Linked DNA regions of Pan troglodytes: region 2 is linked to region 1. A link is a contact called in public Hi-C data. All regions are on one chromosome and are shown on one strand. Each heading gives the region's core, a stretch centred on a gene start, on an enhancer-like site or on the middle of the called end of the contact. The rest is flanking DNA. Distances are from core to core; before and after follow the strand shown. Region 1 holds the start of EPOP (elongin BC and polycomb repressive complex 2 associated protein). Region 2 overlaps ARHGAP23 (Rho GTPase activating protein 23).

Region 1 (4,062 bases), core at 1,154-3,653:
CACAGTCCTTACTGCCCCAGGTGAGACCTAGATGAGCCAAGGAAAGGGAAGGGCTGGCTTCTGGATCCAGAGGGGCCCTTTCTAGCCTTCACTCTGGAAGTGTTAGATGGGACCCGGCATCCAGCCTTGTCCCTCTTTTTCTCCTATGAGGAGGAGAGGTTCCTGAGAAGGGTGTTGCCGCCCTCATAGCAGGCTGAGGATGGGGTCGAGTGTCCTCTACCGGAGGAAATGGTAATTGCAGCAGCTGGGCCTGCCCACGTGAGTTCTGGTGACTGCTCACATCATGTTTCAACCCTCCCAACAATGTGAGGAAGCCACTGTTGTCCCCTTTTCACTGATAAGGACATTGAGACTTAGAGTGTCTAGGTGACCTGCCCAGGGTTGCACAGCGCCACCCCCGCCCCCATCCAGGCCATAAAGGGTGGTTTGATGATCTCCTTTCAGCTGGAGAGGCACTCACACTATTCTCCTACTGTTTGTAGAGTGATTCCATCCCTGAGTCCATATTCTGGGGTGCCTGATGAGAGCAAGGGGAAGTAGGGATAGTGGAGGCAGAGAGAAGCACTCACAATCGTAATGACCCCTCAATAAAGCCCCCAAACTCACATGGGGAAGGGGCAGCTGGCAGCTTTTGGAGGCAGAGAAAGAAGAGGCCATTGATCTGCACTGTTATGTAATATTCACTCATTTATTCATACTGATCATTTTCTTGGGCATTCTCTCCTTGTGTCTACACTGTGGTAGGCACAGGAGTGCAAGTAGGCACTGTTGTTGAGGATGAGTCCTCAGCACTGTCCTGCAGAAGAGACAGCCATGAAGATCATCCTTCCAGAACTTTCCGTGTGTGTGTGTGTGTGTGTGTGTGTGTGTGTGTGTGTGTAGAGGTGGGCTTTTCGAGCAATTATGAGCCCTGGAGTCTAGACCCAGCTCAGCTTCATGACTTGGCAGGACCCCAGGATCCCCCCTTGTGACAACTGCCCTGGAGAGCTCTTCTGCAGATGTTAGAGGGTGAGTGTTTTGGGCAATGGAACATCACACCTCCTCCTTCCTCAAACCCTCGCCCCACCTAGGGACTTTACCTCTGGACTTTGCAGGTGGGGGAGGCAGATCCTCCTTACCCCTGTCCTCCCAGATGTTATTTGATGACACATAGGGAAACTACACCTCTGTTGTCACTGCTAGAAGGGCCCGGAGGCAAGCTGTATCATTTGTCCCCGTTCTGAAACCCTCTCTTGTCCTGGCCCCAGAATAAGATATTTATCTGTGGGGCCGCCCCCAGCATTCTTCCACACCTTTACCCCAAGTCATCATACCAATCTCTGTATTTCCACAGATAGGAAACGGCAGTATTCCAATAACCTGATTTTTATCAAGAGAGAAATATCCCAAGGATTCATTCACTCGCTCACTTGCTCATTCATTCATTCATTCACACATATTGATTGAGCACCTATTATATCTTGGCCACTGTTCTAGGCAGTGGGGGATGCACCGATGATCAAGACAAAGTTCTCGTCAACTCATTTCCAGACTAATGGGAGAGACAGACACTAAAGAATAAATCCATTTACAGACTTTTATGTAACAATAAGCTATGCAGAAACTAAAGAAGGTTAAGGGGATAGAACAGGGTGGGGGTGTGTTCTGCATTATCAGAATTTGTACTGGGAATTCACTTTTTCTTTATTTTCCTTGGGGCAGATGAGAGTGAGGGTCTGCGCGTGCCCTCCTCTGGCCTCTTCAACCTGTTTGGCAGATCAAACCTCAGAGGGGGGCATCCTGGGATTGGGGGTCAGGGGTTGCAGAGCCAGCCCTCGGAATTTAGTTGAGGCGGAGTATTTAGATACTGCATCAGAGAAATGGAAATAGATACTGAGACAGCCTATTTATCGGCTTCCATGGATGTAATAACACTCCCACCCTTCCAAATTTATTTTTTTTGTTCATCTTGCATACAAGTACTGAATTATTAACTACTTATACATTACAGCATTTTTGAGCCTACTGTGTGCCACGCACTGTTTTAGGGGCCATTCACGGCCCGCTAGAATCCCTGCTGTGCAAAGCTTGTAAACGACCATTGCCTCATTTCATCTTTCCCCTAAACATTATTTCTGAGATTCATCTACGTTGATTCACATAGCTCTTTTAGTCCCAAGAGGGCAGATATGAACCGTCCCATTTTACAGATGCAAAACCGTGACTGCTCGGGAAAAAACGAGTGGCTTTGCGACGACGAAATCCCAGGACGCCACCGGGCCACGTGCGGCGGCGCATCTGGCCCCTCGCGATCCCACCCGCGCACGCTCCCTCCCGCGCTCCCTCCCAGCCGCCGCCGCGCCGGGTCCACGTGTGTGTGTCTGTGTGCGGAATGGGGACGGGGGCGGTGCCGCCGGAGGGGTGGGGTCCGGGCTAACGTCACGGGCGGTGCGGCCCAATCAGCAGCGGGCTCGCGGCCCCGGCGCTGGTATTGGGGCAGCGAGGGGGCAGTTCTCTATAACGCGGTCTCCGGGAGCCAGCGGGGAAGAAAGAAACCGAGCGGGCGGAAGGCGCCCTCCCCGCCGCCTGGGCCCGGGCACCGGGTGCCGGGCCCGGGGTCCTTCCCGCCTCCCGCGGCCGCCGGCCGCTTTGTTTCCCCTGCCTCTGCGCTTCGGGCGACTCGAGAGGGTCTCCCGCCGGGGCTGCGAAGGGGACGCGGCGGCAGAAGGGCGACCGACCCCGCCGGGACTCACAGGGACCCAGGAGTCCGGCCGCCGGGAGGGCCGCGTGAGGAGAGCGAAGAGGGAGCCCGAGCTCTGCGGCCCCGGGTGGCGGGCCGGGGGCGCCCGTGAGCAGAGACCTCCCCGTCGACGGGGGGCGATGTTCCCCTCGCCCGTGGGCTCTTCGGGCAGCCAGGGCATCCCGCCGCTGGGACCTGGACCCGCTCAGTGGGCACCCCTCAGGCTGCTCCATGGAGACCCTGTGCCCCGCGCCCCGCCTGGCAGTGCCGGCGTCCCCGCGAGGGTCGCCCTGCTCCCCCACGCCCCGGAAGCCGTGTCGGGGGACCCAGGAATTCTCTCCGCTGTGCCTGCGTGCCCTCGCCTTCTGCGCCCTTGCCAAGCCCCGAGCGTCCTCTCTGGGCCCGGGGCCTGGGGAGCTGGCGGCGCGGTCCCCAGTGCTGCGGGGCCCTCAGGCCCCCCTGCGCCCTGGCGGCTGGGCCCCGGATGGCCTGAAGCACCTCTGGGCACCGACCGGGCGGCCCGGCGTTCCTAACACCGCGGCCGGCGAGGATGCGGACGTCGCAGCGTGCCCCCGCCGCGGAGAGGAGGAAGAGGGCGGAGGCGGTTTCCCGCACTTCGGCGTTCGCTCCTGTGCACCTCCGGGCCGCTGCCCTGCGCCCCCGCACCCTCGGGAATCTACGACCGGCTTCGCCTCGGCCCCGCCTCGCCCGGCCCCGGGTCTCGAGCCTCAGCGTGGCCCAGCCGCCAGCCCGCCTCAGGAACCCAGTTCCCGGCCTCCGTCGCCACCTGCGGGCCTCTCCACCGAGCCCGCGGGTCCCGGGACGGCGCCGCGGCCGTTCCTGCCCGGCCAGCCTGCCGAAGTCGATGGAAACCCCCCGCCGGCCGCCCCCGAGGCTCCAGCGGCCAGCCCCTCGACGGCCAGCCCGGCTCCGGCCGCACCCGGAGATCTCCGCCAGGAACATTTCGATCGTCTGATCCGCCGGTCGAAACTTTGGTGTTACGCGAAGGGCTTCGCTTTGGACACTCCGAGTTTGCGCCGGGGGCCAGAGCGGCCGCCTGCGAAAGGGCCGGCTCGGGGAGCCGCCAAGAAACGCCGGCTGCCGGCGCCCCCTCCGCGCACCGCGCAGCCCCGCCGCCCTGCACCGACGCTCCCCACCACGAGCACCTTCAGCCTCCTCAACTGCTTCCCCTGCCCCCCGGCCCTGGTGGTGGGGGAAGACGGAGACCTAAAGCCGGCATCCTCGCTTCGCCTCCAGGGAGACTCTAAGCCCCCGCCCGCCCACCCGCTGTGGAGGTGGCAGATGGGGGGTCCCGCTGTCCCCGAGCCCCCTGGCCTCAAATT
Region 2 (3,979 bases), core at 1,136-3,635, 160 kb after region 1:
GGGGTGTTGACTATCCCTCCTCCTAAGGGGAAGAAGGTGGGCTTCTGTGTGCCTGGGCTGTGGAAGGAACAGGCACAGATGGAAAAACAAAAAGAGGGGTGAGGGAGGTACCAGCAAGGGGGACCCTGGACCCCCCCCAAAACTGTCTGGGGAACAGGCAGCTGCCCGTGGTTAAAGCGCTTAGAGGGTGACTCAGGCAAAAGGATGTTGGGGAGTAACCCTGGTGAGGGTTTCAGTCCTGCCTCCTTGGAATGGCCCCAACCCCCTTCTCTGGCTCTGGCAAGGGGGGCGGGCAGGATCCTGTGTGCACCAAAGGCAGGGAGCCCTGGGGCGCAAAGTGGGGACCAGGGTGGGGGTAGGGGGACAGAAGTCGCTACTGGAAACACCTTGGGACAATGACTGCACACACTCGCACACACAAGCCCCTCCCCCCATGGACATACGCACCCTACAACTCCTCTCCCCAGACATACACACATCCCCACTTACAAGCTGAGGTGGGAGGGCAGAAGAAAGAAGCAAAAAGCCAGCATCACCCAGGATCTTTCCTTTAGTCTGAAACTCAGGGGTTCCCTAGCCACACCCCATGGTCCACAAGGGTCCCCAAGTGCAGCCACAGAAAGGCTCAGAAGGACCTATCGGGCGCATGTGTGCAGGGACACAGACCCCAGCAGCCCACGCCCCCTCCTCTTCTGCTCATCACCTCTGGAACCCCCTTCCATTCACTTAGTCCGGCCCCAGCCTTCTCTGCCCTGCCAGTTCCAGCACACCAACTAGAGACACTGCCTGCTGCGCCCTCCACCCCCACCATGCACCCAGGGGCAACAGAAGAGGAGGTGCAGGCTGGTGAAGCCTCCTGGTTCCCAAGGGGCTCTAGGGAGGGGTGGCGCCCGAGCGGCGTGGGAGGTGGGGATCACAGACACTGATGCAGGCGGGAGGGGGCCGAGCGGCGCGGGGGCTGGCTCTGCAGGGACCCCGTGTCCCCGGGCCCGGGCGGCTGCGAGGCAGCGGACGACGGGGCCCGCGCCTTGGTGGACTCCAGGCTGCTGAGTCCGGAGTCCTTGTTGTCACTGTGCGCCCGCGCGCCCGCAGGCTCCGGGGGGCCCCCTCCGCCCAGCTCCTTCCACTCGTTGAAGTTGAGGTCAGTCAGCGGGCTCTGCACCACCACGGTGTGGCGGCGCCAGCTGCTCCGGCGCCGCCGGGTCTCGGGCGACAGCGGCCGCCGCAGGCGCACGGCGAGCATGTCGTCCGCCGTGCCGCGAAGCCTTAGCCGCAGCGCCTCCATGCGCGAGGGCCGCGAGGCCAGCGCCGCCGCCGGGGGCCGCAGCGACTCCTGGCTGCTGGACGACGCCGAGCCGGGCGGCTCCGGGGCGCGGGGACCGCCCCGGCCCGCGCCCTCGCCGTCTGGGCGGCCCCGGGCCAGGCGGCGGCGCGCCAGAGTGTCGCAGGGCATGAGGTGGTGCGAGCTGAAGGACGGCCGGCGCGTCAGGCGCCCCCCAGGCCCCGCGCCCGCCGCGCCCTCAGTGTCCGTCTCCACGTGGCTCAGCTCGCTACGCTCGTCGTCCGCCTCGTCCCCCGCGCCTGCCCGCCGACCGCTAGCGCCCGAGCACACGCTGCGGTCCATGGTGGACAGGGTGGAGTAGCCCGACACAATGGAGCGCGTGTCCGCGGCCGGCCGCTCCTCCGGCGCCGCCGGGGGACTGAGACGTCCGGGGGCCTCGGGGGCGACGGCGCCAGGCAGCGGCCCCTGCGGCCGCTCCTGAGTCCCCGGCGCTGTGGCCCCCGCCCCAGGCTTGTGCGCCTCCTGCTCCGAGTCGTCGTCGGTGCTGCTGCCCAGCCCCCGCGCCTCCCGCCGCTTCTTGCGCTTGCGGTTGACGGCCGAGATGAAGGAGATCGCCAGCATCTCCCGGGCGTACGGCTCCTTCTTGGGGGCCCACGAACCCTGTGTGGGAGACAGGTCAGGATGCGGGGGGCGCCCGGACTCGGCCCCCTGCCGACCCCGCTCTACCCGGTCCACCCCCACGTCACGGCACCCAGTCGCCACAAGCCCCAGCCAAGGCCAGCACCCACGGCCGCATCATAAAACGCTCCTCCTCCAGCCCCGTGCCGCCCTCCGTCCAGAGACTACCCCCGCTGGCCCAAATCTAGGCTCTCAGCTCTTTCTTGTGAGGTGGGCTGGTCTCCCAAAGCCCCCTTCCATTCTGTTTTCCGTATCCAGCCCTGGCTAAATCCTTTAGACACGGCTCTGGTGATGACAGTCTCTCCACAGTGAATAACGCTTGGCAGCCTGAATCCGTTTCACACACGCCCCTGGGGTGTCATCACCAGAGCTTCCTGCATGCTGATCCCCAAATCCCCGGCAGGGGCGCTCTCTGACCACAAGTCCCCCACCTCCTCTCCACCCGCCGCCACCTGGAAACCTGCCTTCCCACCTGCCCAGCATCTACAGGCCTCTCCAGGGCAACCCGCCCAAGTTCACGTCCTCCCCTTTCCGCCGGACCCCACCAGCTCCCCACCCCGCTAATCCCCAATCCCAGGTCAATCCCGCCGCCAGCTCCGCCCCTGCAAGTGGCTGAAAGATCCCGTATGGTGTCATGGTTTGGATTGGAGCCGCTCCCAAACTGTGATTTCCAACCCCAAGTTGGGCAACTTCATGCCGCTGTTCTCACCTGAACCAGCCCTCACTGCTACACCCTGTGGTGTTTTGGGGCCTTGGCCTTTCACACTTTCCCAGGAGGGCCCATGCTGCCGGCCATGGCCTTCTGGAAGCTGGTTTTCATCCGCCCTTCTGGCCTCTCCTCTGCCTCTTGGGAGGTTCTTCTTGCCCGCCGCCCGCCCCGCCCCTGCCTTCCCCACTAAGACTCAGTGTTCCCAGGACTGTTTTTGGCCCCTTTGCCTTCTCTGTTCGTGTTCCCTAGAAAATACCATTCCCAAGCAGCACTGCTATCCAGGCCTCCCTGTCCAACACCACACTCACTTGAGCTCCGGGACTCTTCTTCCCATTGAGAATCCATTTCTACCTGGGTGTCTGTAGGCTCTTAAAACTCACCTATCCGGAACCACAGCATCCTACCTACCCCTGCCCCAAACTGCCTCCATTCACACTGCTCACCTTAGGGCGGTCTTGTGACTCCTCCCTCTCTCCTCCACCCACAGCCAAGTCCTGGATTCTTTTGAAATGGCTCCCAAAGCCAACTCCTCCTCCTCCTCCTCCTCCTCCTCCTCCGGCAGGCCCTCATTCTGCCCTCGCTGGGCCCTCCTGCCCCTCCTAATAGGGTTTCCTGCCTCCACCCTTGCCCCAGCCCGGGTCTCTCCTCCAGAGCCACCATTCTGAAGCAGGAATCTGATCCTCACCCAGCTTTGCTCAGAAGCTTGCATGCCCCAGCACCCACCAGGATAAAGCACAAGTTCCCCAGTTCAGCACATGGGGCTCTTCACAACCCAGCCCCAACTTTCCCAGCCTACTGCGCTGCTCTGCCCTGACCCCAACCCCAACACAGCCCTCACTGTGGAAATACAGCCCTACTAACCCTTCCTTTGATGTGACCTACACTGTTACATTGCTGCCAGCCCTTAATGTCCCCCTGCCCTATTTGCTGGATGAGCTCCTACTCACCCTACAAGGCCCAGCTCGAACATGGCTTCCTCTGTACAGCAACTTCCCAGCCCTCCCTTTGCCTGAGATGGGAGATCACTTCTCTATGTTCCTGTCATCTCACTATGCTCCTAGCTCTTCTCACATCAGCCTCATCGAACTCTGAGCTCCTTAAGAGCAAAGGCTGTGACTTGGTTGTTTCTGCATGGCACATAACAGGTGCTCAATAAACATGAAATGAACAAACAATTGGTGAATGAAGTCCCCTTAACACAGGAAGCCTTGTAGAAGCAGACGCTGGGACTGGTTCCTGTCTTGGGCTGGAATGACCTGACAAGGTCACGCTGCCCTTTCAACCCCTCCTCACAGACCACCTCTTGTTTC

The links. Hi-C and Micro-C count contacts between places; a contact is called where the count stands out from the background.
Region 2: a Hi-C map of induced pluripotent stem cells shows a contact between it and region 1, with 2.6 times the contacts expected there. The contact joins the enhancer-like site here to the promoter of EPOP in region 1. A contact is called at or near these places in 1 of 7 Hi-C or Micro-C datasets (induced pluripotent stem cells) and 1 of 1 datasets of contacts at active chromatin or transcription factors (stem cell-derived excitatory neurons).

The regions. Positions count from the first base shown.
Region 1 is chr19:29,417,234-29,421,295 of NHGRI_mPanTro3-v2.0_pri, forward strand. It overlaps EPOP (elongin BC and polycomb repressive complex 2 associated protein), which reads left to right and starts at 2,404. Exons shown (of 1, transcript XM_016931893.3): 1 at 2,404-4,062. The coding sequence starts at 2,951.
Region 2 is chr19:29,580,831-29,584,809 of NHGRI_mPanTro3-v2.0_pri, forward strand. ARHGAP23 (Rho GTPase activating protein 23) reads right to left here. Exons shown (of 24, transcript XM_054671613.2): 24 at 1-1,942. The coding sequence ends at 914. Among named protein-coding and RNA genes, the nearest start is that of ARHGAP23, 92 kb to the right of the region's middle. Within about 2 kb of position 2,386, at least 9 of the 24 cell types and tissues checked have an H3K27ac peak or open chromatin away from gene starts, as enhancers often do. A contact at or near this core is called in induced pluripotent stem cells, where this site is marked.